Linked DNA regions of Mus musculus: region 1 is linked to region 2. Evidence: chromatin contacts called from public Hi-C data. All regions are on one chromosome and are shown on one strand. Each heading gives the region's core, a stretch centred on a gene start, on an enhancer-like site or on the middle of the called end of the contact. The rest is flanking DNA. Distances are from core to core; before and after follow the strand shown.

Region 1 (4,427 bases), core at 1,184-3,683, 130 kb after region 2:
TTAGCATCATAATTCCGTGAGCTCAAGTTGCCCTGGTTCTTACATAGCTATTTGTGTGGCACATGGTTTGAGAACTGGGGAACTGGGGGAGAAACCCAAGGTGTCTGGGGTGTGGTGATGTGTGTACAGTGTCTTTAGATACCTTCTCATGGGGCCAGTGAGCAGTCAGCAAGGAAAAGTGGTTGCCTTATAAGTGCACACGCACACACCCCAAACAGCCTCACAAGGATTAAAAAAAACAATCAGTCCTATTTCTAAGAAAGATTTCTTATGATGCCCATCTGTTTGAATGACAGAGCCTTGCACTTGCCTTCAGGACTGACGGGTCTCGCACTTCTTAGGCTTCCTCCTCTGTCAGGCAGATGAGGCTAATGCTTTATTTCAGCAAAGGCTGCAGCCAGCATCTGACTACCCCTCAGCACTCCAGAGGGACCTGGTGAGGATATTGTGGGGAGCTGGGATCCTGAGTGCTAAGTCTTAAGTGATGATTCCAACTGGGGCTGGACACGGGTGTTAAATAACTGTGTTCTGATCATTTAGGTCTCTCTTTATAGGGCATCTTTTATGACCAAGACTGTCCAGTACCAAAATGAGCTACATAAATTCCTAATCTGGGATACAGCTGGACAAGAACGAGTAAGTCACTCTTTAATTTACTATGTTTTTCTGAGGCCCAAACCAAATTACAGCTCCAACTACACTGTCATCGTCCCTGTCGTCTGCCATTCCTCACTTCTTTGCACCAGAGACACATTTACTTCGATTTGCGTGGGCCAGCCTTTTTCTTTTCAATTAGAGCCACAAAGTCCACTGATGGAGAAAGTGATAATGGGCACTGAGGGCATTTTTATACTTTTTAGTGTCTTAAAGTAAATGCTGACTAACAGGCCTGATCAAGTTCCTTGAACAGAGTGTGTGATTTGGGGCTCTGTCCTCTAGTAAAGATGTAAGAGAATTAGTGGTAGAAAGGGAAAATTAGGCACAGCTCATTTATAGCCGCCTTTTAAAAGCTAAAAGAGGGAACTTTACAGCATATAAACTTTGAGGTTTAAGTGGACGGATTAGCTAATGCAATGCCTTGCAACGAGCACTTAAACGCCTGACAGGGAGCCTGTCCATAGCTCTGGCTGTCCTCGCCACAGGGTAGAGCCAGTGGAGAGCTACAGCTGTACAGTGGGATGAGATCTGAGGAAGTGGGAACAGGAATAGACATGTAATGGGAACAGAGACAGAAGAAGACACGCGTGCACACACACACACACACATACACACTGCCTCATTCCATCCCTTTCCCTGGTAAGTTCCCTGCAGTCATCCCATCATTCAGCCACGCTCTAGTTTTCAGGTGATTCTGTCCAAACAAAGCGCCTGGCAGGTGTGAGGTACTGTCCTAAGCTCTAAGTACACAAGAAATTATCAGAAAAATGGTTTGTCGTCACACTAGTATCTAAGACAACATGGATACTGTGTGGCAGAGAAACTGACAAATGGAGGACGCCACACTGGTGTCTCAGTGCACATTTGAGCAGAACTTGTGCCTCAGCCTTGCTGTTGGCTGCCTTCAGTTTGAACCTTGTGTATCACTTTATCAGAGCTGCCATCTTCTGTGTTGGTGGCTGTGTGCATCTAGAATGGAGGTTAGGACGGCAGTCAGCATCTCTCTTCCATCCTGCAAAGGCATTGCTTCCCAGAGGCCTACTAGATGTGTCTACACGCTGCCCTAGGACTGTGTCATTAGCCAGATACGTGGACTTTCCCTAGGAGTGATAGATGTGCCCTTGTACTGAGTCCTAGGTTTCAGCTACCCCCTCATGTGTTTGATGCTCCCATGCTGCACCACACGTGCTCTATTGTCACGTATAGTGGCCACGTATAGTGGCTTTTTATATCATGAAAGTGGAAGGAATGCCTAGGCATGTCCCTCCACATAACTCAAGTGCTCACAGGAGCCTGAGGACCGTGACTGCCTGCTTTTTGCCCGCCTCTTACCTGCCCACTTCCAGTTGGCTCTTTAGTAGATAGTGCTGCTCAGTGGTACAATCTGGCCTTCCTTCCCTGAAGTACCATCCTGCAACCCAAGGTTGGGCAGGAGATATTGAAAGGCCAGATCAGGGACAGGGGGCTTGACCAAGACATCCTGGAGCTGGAAGACAATCAGGAGAGGAATGGCATAGCCATGTGTCACTGTGCAGGACAATGCCTTGGATTTCAGGGTTAGTTCAAGGATTGCCATTCATCCAGGGCTAGGTCTTCAAGGCTGGACTCCACTCTGCCTCTTCCTGCCAGTCAGCTTGTGTGCTTCTCCAGTGTACATACAGCTCTGTATCCTGTCATCTGTTGTCCTATCCTTCACCTGGTAACTGTCTAGCCTTGGAGCCTCCCTCTGTCACACAGAGAGGAGCTGTCCTAATACCCATGTTACCAGAAAGCTATGCTTCTTGCATCAGATCTGGAGGTTGTCTTTCATTCTTCCCAGCAGCTGTTGGCCATCTGCTTCTTCAGCTCTCCACTCACTGCCTTCAGCTGCCTTCACTGTCACTCAAGTGTTCTGTAGCCTTTTGACTTCTGTCCCTGTTTTTCTCCACCCAGTACTGATCCATGTCACTATTCACAAGAACCCAGACATTATGGGGAACAATGATCAGACTCTACTGTCTTCTTGCTGATCCTTACCTCTAGCTGTGTTCAAAGGGACCCATGAAGCCCATGTGTCCTGCTGCACCGCTCTGTCTGCCTGCTGACCTCCATGCAGGTCCTTACACATACCTGCCATCAGGCCGTCACATATACTGGCCTTTCTCGCTAGCACATGCCTCCTCTAGCACTCACAGGCTTCTTACCAGCTATTGGTGTCAGACAGAATGGTACCTCAGAACCTCAGGGTTCTCTGTGCCTCCCTGGACCTGAGCAGTGCCTCAGGTTCATTCTCTGTCATTGCCCTTGTTCATGTCTAAGACACTCATTACAAATTGTAATGTCTGCTTGGTTGTCCACCTTTATTAACAGCTTCTCTCACTGAGATAGGAATATTGGGAGCTGTGCCTGCAGTGTTTTGCTTACTGCTGTGTGTGTCCCAGTACCTGAGGGCAAGCTAATGCCCAGGAGTTAGTTGGGTAGCAGCAGATTACCTCTGTGTCCTGCACAGTGTTTGCTTGCCCTCAACCATGAGATTGTCACTTTTTTTTCTTCTGTCTTGTATTAGACTGTGGTCTCTGAGAGGCAGGGACTGCCTTTTTGGTGCTCGAAGCCCCTGGTACCTGGCTTCAATGTTACTATTCTTGTCAGCTGCTTGGTAGTCTACCTTGTGACAGATGAGAACAGACTGTCTCTGCCTCCTGTGGGTCGCACATGGCTCCAGTGATGAGTCTCTGACGTGAGCATGTTTACTGCTAAGCTCTGTGGAGTTGAGATTGTTGGTGGGGACCCCAAATCATTGCAGAATGAAAAAGCTTTTCATGAACTGAACAGGCGTCCTCTCCATTTGACCCTCACATCTGTTGCCACACGTAGTTCTGAACGATGACTTTTCTGTCAAGTTCCCACGAATCGCAGAGTGATTTCACTAAGTTGATGAAAGCAAGTAAGAATTGAATGGTATGTGAGTCCTTGTTTGAGGGAGCTTGCTACATGAAAAGGAAGGAAGTGCCTTCCTTTTCATGTAGCTTGTATATCAGAAGGTTAATAAGCACCTAGGAAAACAGACCAGAGCCCTCAGATGTTTTTTCAAAGTGACTGTTTGTATGAGGCCTGGGAGAGTCCACTGTGAAATGAAAGGTCCCGTGTTATGCTTGCAAATTCCTAGCGGAAGCAGCTCACCAGGCTGTCCGTCTCCTCACCAACTCTAAAAGTCAGCTCCTCACTGTAACATTAAGCCCGGGGTTTCTCAAACGCCGGTTAAATGAAACTTGTTTTCACAGTTGTATTTATTTTCTTAAGACTAAGCATTTATGAGTGCTTTGTCCATTGTTTGCAATTTGAGTGAGCTCATCTTGTTCCTCTACCCCAGCACACACACAGATGGCACTCATGAATGTATGTCATGAAGTCCACCATGAGTGCAGGGCAACATCCCCAGTGTGGCACATCTGTTATGGCCACATTCACAACTCGTATTCCCTCTGGCTGACTGTTCCACAGAGGTCAGTATAGCATGAAGACCGTCCGTTTTCACAGTACCACATAAGCAGTTGTAAGTGCATCAACTAGAACAAGGACAGCTTGGGAGCATCTAGAGCTGGTATTGGCTGGCCGAGGGCCATGTTGAACCAGGTACCCACTCTTGTAAATACAGTTTTTTGGAGCACAGCCATTTTTGTCTGTTCACTGTCTGTGCTTATACTGTACAGTAATCCTGTGCCAGAAGTGAGAGGCCACAGAGCTGATGCTGTTTCGTCAGAACAGCAGGGGGGTCTGTCTCTCACAGGCCT
Region 2 (4,062 bases), core at 481-2,980:
ATGGACCCAGGGCCTCAGCCTCTTTAACATCATTCTTTATGCCTAAATCTACATGGACAAACATACACAGGGTGTCTCTTGACAGTTATAACTTGGGGATCAAGTAAATATTTCCAACCCTTAGGGCCACATCCCGGGCAGTCCCTTGGCTTGTACTTACAGTATACAAGACAAGATCAAGTCTTTTTTTAAAAACAAACAAGCAAACAAAAAACCCACCAGGGTCTCATGTAGCCCAAGATGACCTAGAGCTCACCGTGTAACTGAGGATGTCCTTGAACTTCGAATTCCAGCTGACATCCACACCCAGTTTTTGGAAGGCTGGGAATTGAACCTAGGGCCTCACAGGTATTACACAGTCAACTAAGCTACATCCCAAGACCCTCAAATGATTTTTTAAATAAAAACACGTGTGTGCGTGTGTCCCTGAACGTGTATGTGCATGCATGTATGCCTTTGTGTGTGTTTACGTACTGTCTGCATACATCTACGGAATATGCATGCAGTGACCACAGAGTCCAGAAGAGGGGGTCTGGAGCTGAAGTTACAGGTAGGTTTGAGCTGGAAAATGAATCCTGGCCTTCTATAAGGACTGCTAACACCCTTAATCACATCCCTCCAACCCTGTATGGTCTTTCAAAAGCTGCAAACTATGCCCCCCAACATACCCCGTGCTGGGCACAAGGGATACTCAAGGCCTTATCATCCAGGCCTGCGGTTTCAACATATATAAACATCTTATGCTCTGGGACTTCCACAAAGCTGGGGAGCTGGGTCTAGACTGGGATTTGGACAGGAAATGGTGAGTTATAACCTTGCAAGGATATGGAATTCTCTAAACATCCCTGTGACATTTCCCAGGCACACACACACATGCACTCTGGAGCCCCAGATGTTATTGGTATTTTTTAATTTTTTCCGTTTTAAATTTAGAACATATAGCAACCAAACAAGTCAAGGATGATGCTGTGGGAACACAGGACGTGATTTCCTGGGGCAGATGGGACACTGGGCTTTCTTGTTCCGTGGCCAGATGTGTACTCCTAGAGTGATGGAGGACAGACCCCTTTCCGGATGTCGTGAGGGCTATACACGTGTCCCCCTGGCCAATGTACATGTCCCCTGTGCCCGCTCTGCAGAAAGTTCCAGGACTCAGGCAGAAATGCCACCCTCGAGCCCCCCAAATTGAGCTCCACTCTTGAATTTTCAAGTGACGCATATAGCAGCATCCCTGACATTTCCGCAGAACACAAACCCCGGTGTTTTGCCAAATGTTAATGGGTTTCTGTGCCCTCCACTGGCTGCCTCTGTATTCAATGCGCAGTGCAGGGGCAGGGCCTGAAGACTGGAATTTTCCTCTGCCTGAGAGCCTGTTGTTCCTCTGCAGCGGCTCTGGCCTGGGGGCGCTCTATGAGTTGCTGAGAAAGCCTTCCACCACTTAATGTCCAGACCAGCAAGTTTACGGGAAATTATTAATCTCCCACTTTGGGAATTATTAGTTCTGGATGGAGACTCTTATTGTATAAGGTTTGCTGAGAATTTATGAGCCTCTCTGGAATCCGGGAGGGGATCGATTCTCAGAGAGTAAACATTTTAAGCAAATTAAGTGTTGGTGGTATAATAATACGAATAATGCCTGCCATTTTTCAAGTGTCTGCTTCGAGCCAGGCATTCCATCTCTCTGGTGGCAACAGGGGCAGGTTTTACTACCCCGAACGCGCCACATGAGGCAGCTGAGACCCCAAGAGCTGCCCCTGGTTGGTCTAATGCCACATATCTAGGGGCAGAGGGAGTCTCTAAAGCATGTGTAGCCGACCACAGAACTGCCCTCCTTCCTGCTCACCAAGGAGTTGCTGTGGTAGGCAATTCCCCTGGGCTGTTTCTTCTGCCAACAGGACTGGCTGTGCAGAAGGGCAAAACCTGCTGATGAGATGGGTAGAGGGGAGCCGAGGGTCTCAGGAGATGGCCATTGGTTCTGAGGTTGCACAGCTGATGGGGAGGACGGCTTGGGGCGGGGTGGGGGTGAGGGTCGGTTCCATCAGTAACGCTTGCTGTGCAAGCATGAGGACCTGAGTCTGAGCCCCAGAACCCACATAAAGAAACCCAGCGGGGCACCTGGAGACGCGGCTCAGTGGTTAAGTGCACTGGCTGCTTTTGTAGAGGGCCCAAGTTCAGCTTTCGGCACGTGGTGTTGAGAGTAACCCCATGCAGGGCAGAGAGAGAGAGACAGAGACAGAGAGACAGACAGAGACAGAGACACTTTTTCCCACATTCTGGAAACCCTGAGCTAGTGATCATAGAGTGGGGACAGACAGGCAATCCAGGGAGAGCAAAAGACTCAGGTGCGCGGAGACAGCTCTACTTCCTGCTGATGACACTTGAGGGGGGTGGGGGTGGCACCGAGGCTGAAGCGCCAGGAGAATAGGCCCATAGGCCCACCATCTCAGTCCTGAGTTAGCCTCACAGGCTGAGAGCTCTAGACTAGAGCTTATGTTGCTGGTCTTAAGTTTTCCATTGCACTGGCTCCTGTGACAGAGGCCAGCTACAGTGACCTCTGCAGGGCAGATGAGGGGGAGAGAGTAGAGACTCATTCCGGGGGTGGGGGAAGGGGAAAGGATACGCTGGTCACTGAGCACTGACTTTGAGAAACCCTATAGCCAAGGCAAACGGGAGCTCGGTGCAGTGCAAACCATCATTTTTGCTTTGTCATCCTGCCGGGCTGGCTTTCCAGAACTCTTCCCAGGATGCCATGGGGCTTTACCGGTGAGCTATGTCTCTGGCTGGGATGAAGAGATAAGATCATTTCTATGTCCCCTCTAAGGTCCTCAAGGGCACACCATAACACGTCCCAGGGCACTAAGGACCAAGGACTGCTCATCAGAGTTCAGTGGCCAGAAGCAGAGAGAGCTCAGAAAAGACATCAAGTGAGTTTTTTTTTTCCGTCTCTTTCCTCAACCACCTTTCCCAGAGCTTCCGCGGGGCTCCCAGGCAACATCTCAAACAGCATTTTTTTGGGGGGTGGGGGGAACGGTGTTCTCCAGTGTGTCCAGCAACCTCAGGGACCTGTTGTAGGAAGGACCTTCCTCTACCCTCTACAAGGAATCCTTGCCTCAGAGAAGTGAAGACCGGCCCGGAGACATGAGCCTGGAGGGCTGCGATAGCTCCTTCTCTATGACTCCAACTCCACACAAGTGAGGTCCCTGATGACCGGAAGGCCAGCCCAGTGAGGGCACAGACATAAGGGAACCAGTGTCCTCCCCATACACACATTGTTCCCAGGATGTAGCAGACCACCCTCCACATTCCAGATCTGCTCCAGGGCGTGGGCCATCGAGGTATTTCCACTCCTGTGGAAACAATGTCAATGACCCCTCCCCTGATGCTCCTTTGATGTCCCCTGAAGCATGAACGATAGGACGAGCATGGGGGAAGCAGCTCCAGATGTAACATTCTGTCAGCCAATGGCAGATCACGGAGATGTTGACATGTACAGCTCGTGACATGGGCTTGTTTCTATGTGATATGATAGTGTGTGTGTTACAGGGGTTGGGGGGGTGTTGCACATTATGTGTTCACAGTGCTGGGAACTGGATCCAGGGCCCTGTTCATGCTAGGAAAGCCCCCCCCCCACACACACACACCCAAGCTGTATCCTAAGGCCCAAGACAAGGCCCAAGACAAGCTTGTCTCTAATGGAGTATCCTCAGAGCCTAGGCATGTGTCCAAGTGGTCCTGTCCTGGACTGAAGAAAATGTCACCAGAGAAGGCTTGATGCTGCTAGATATCTAGCCAAGTGTCTAATTGAATTGAGGGAAGTGGAGTGCTTGTTCCCCAAATGTGTGGGTCCTCCTGCCAGGCGGTTGGCCCTTCCAATAACAAAGACTGCTTAGCAAGCTCCTGGCAAACACTGGACTTGGAGGGACTCCACTTGTTAAGTTAAAAGGCTACCCATAAGTCACCTCACCTCCGCACACCTCATTAGCTAAGTGACCCGACCCGATGGATTGGGGTTGTTTTAATATCTGCCTATTGACTTTGGAGCATGCCTGCCAAAAATAAGCT

What was found. Hi-C and Micro-C count contacts between places; a contact is called where the count stands out from the background.
Region 1: a Hi-C map of the N1E-115 cell line shows a contact between it and region 2, with 4 times the contacts expected there. The contact joins two enhancer-like sites. A contact is called at or near these places in 7 of 39 promoter capture datasets (the 3T3-L1 cell line, the HPC-7 cell line, embryonic stem cells and 4 more) and 1 of 484 Hi-C or Micro-C datasets (the N1E-115 cell line).

Annotation. Positions count from the first base shown.
Region 1 is chr2:173,687,593-173,692,019 of GRCm38.p6, forward strand. It overlaps Rab22a (RAB22A, member RAS oncogene family), which reads left to right. Exons shown (of 7, transcript NM_024436.3): 3 at 555-636. Among named protein-coding and RNA genes, the nearest start is that of Mir6340, 11 kb to the right of the region's middle. Within about 2 kb of position 2,434, at least 29 of the 459 cell types and tissues checked have an H3K27ac peak or open chromatin away from gene starts, as enhancers often do. A contact at or near this core is called in the N1E-115 cell line, where this site is marked.
Region 2 is chr2:173,563,006-173,567,067 of GRCm38.p6, forward strand. No RefSeq gene overlaps it. Among named protein-coding and RNA genes, the nearest start is that of Ankrd60, 13 kb to the right of the region's middle. Within about 2 kb of position 1,731, at least 26 of the 459 cell types and tissues checked have an H3K27ac peak or open chromatin away from gene starts, as enhancers often do. A contact at or near this core is called in the N1E-115 cell line, where this site is marked.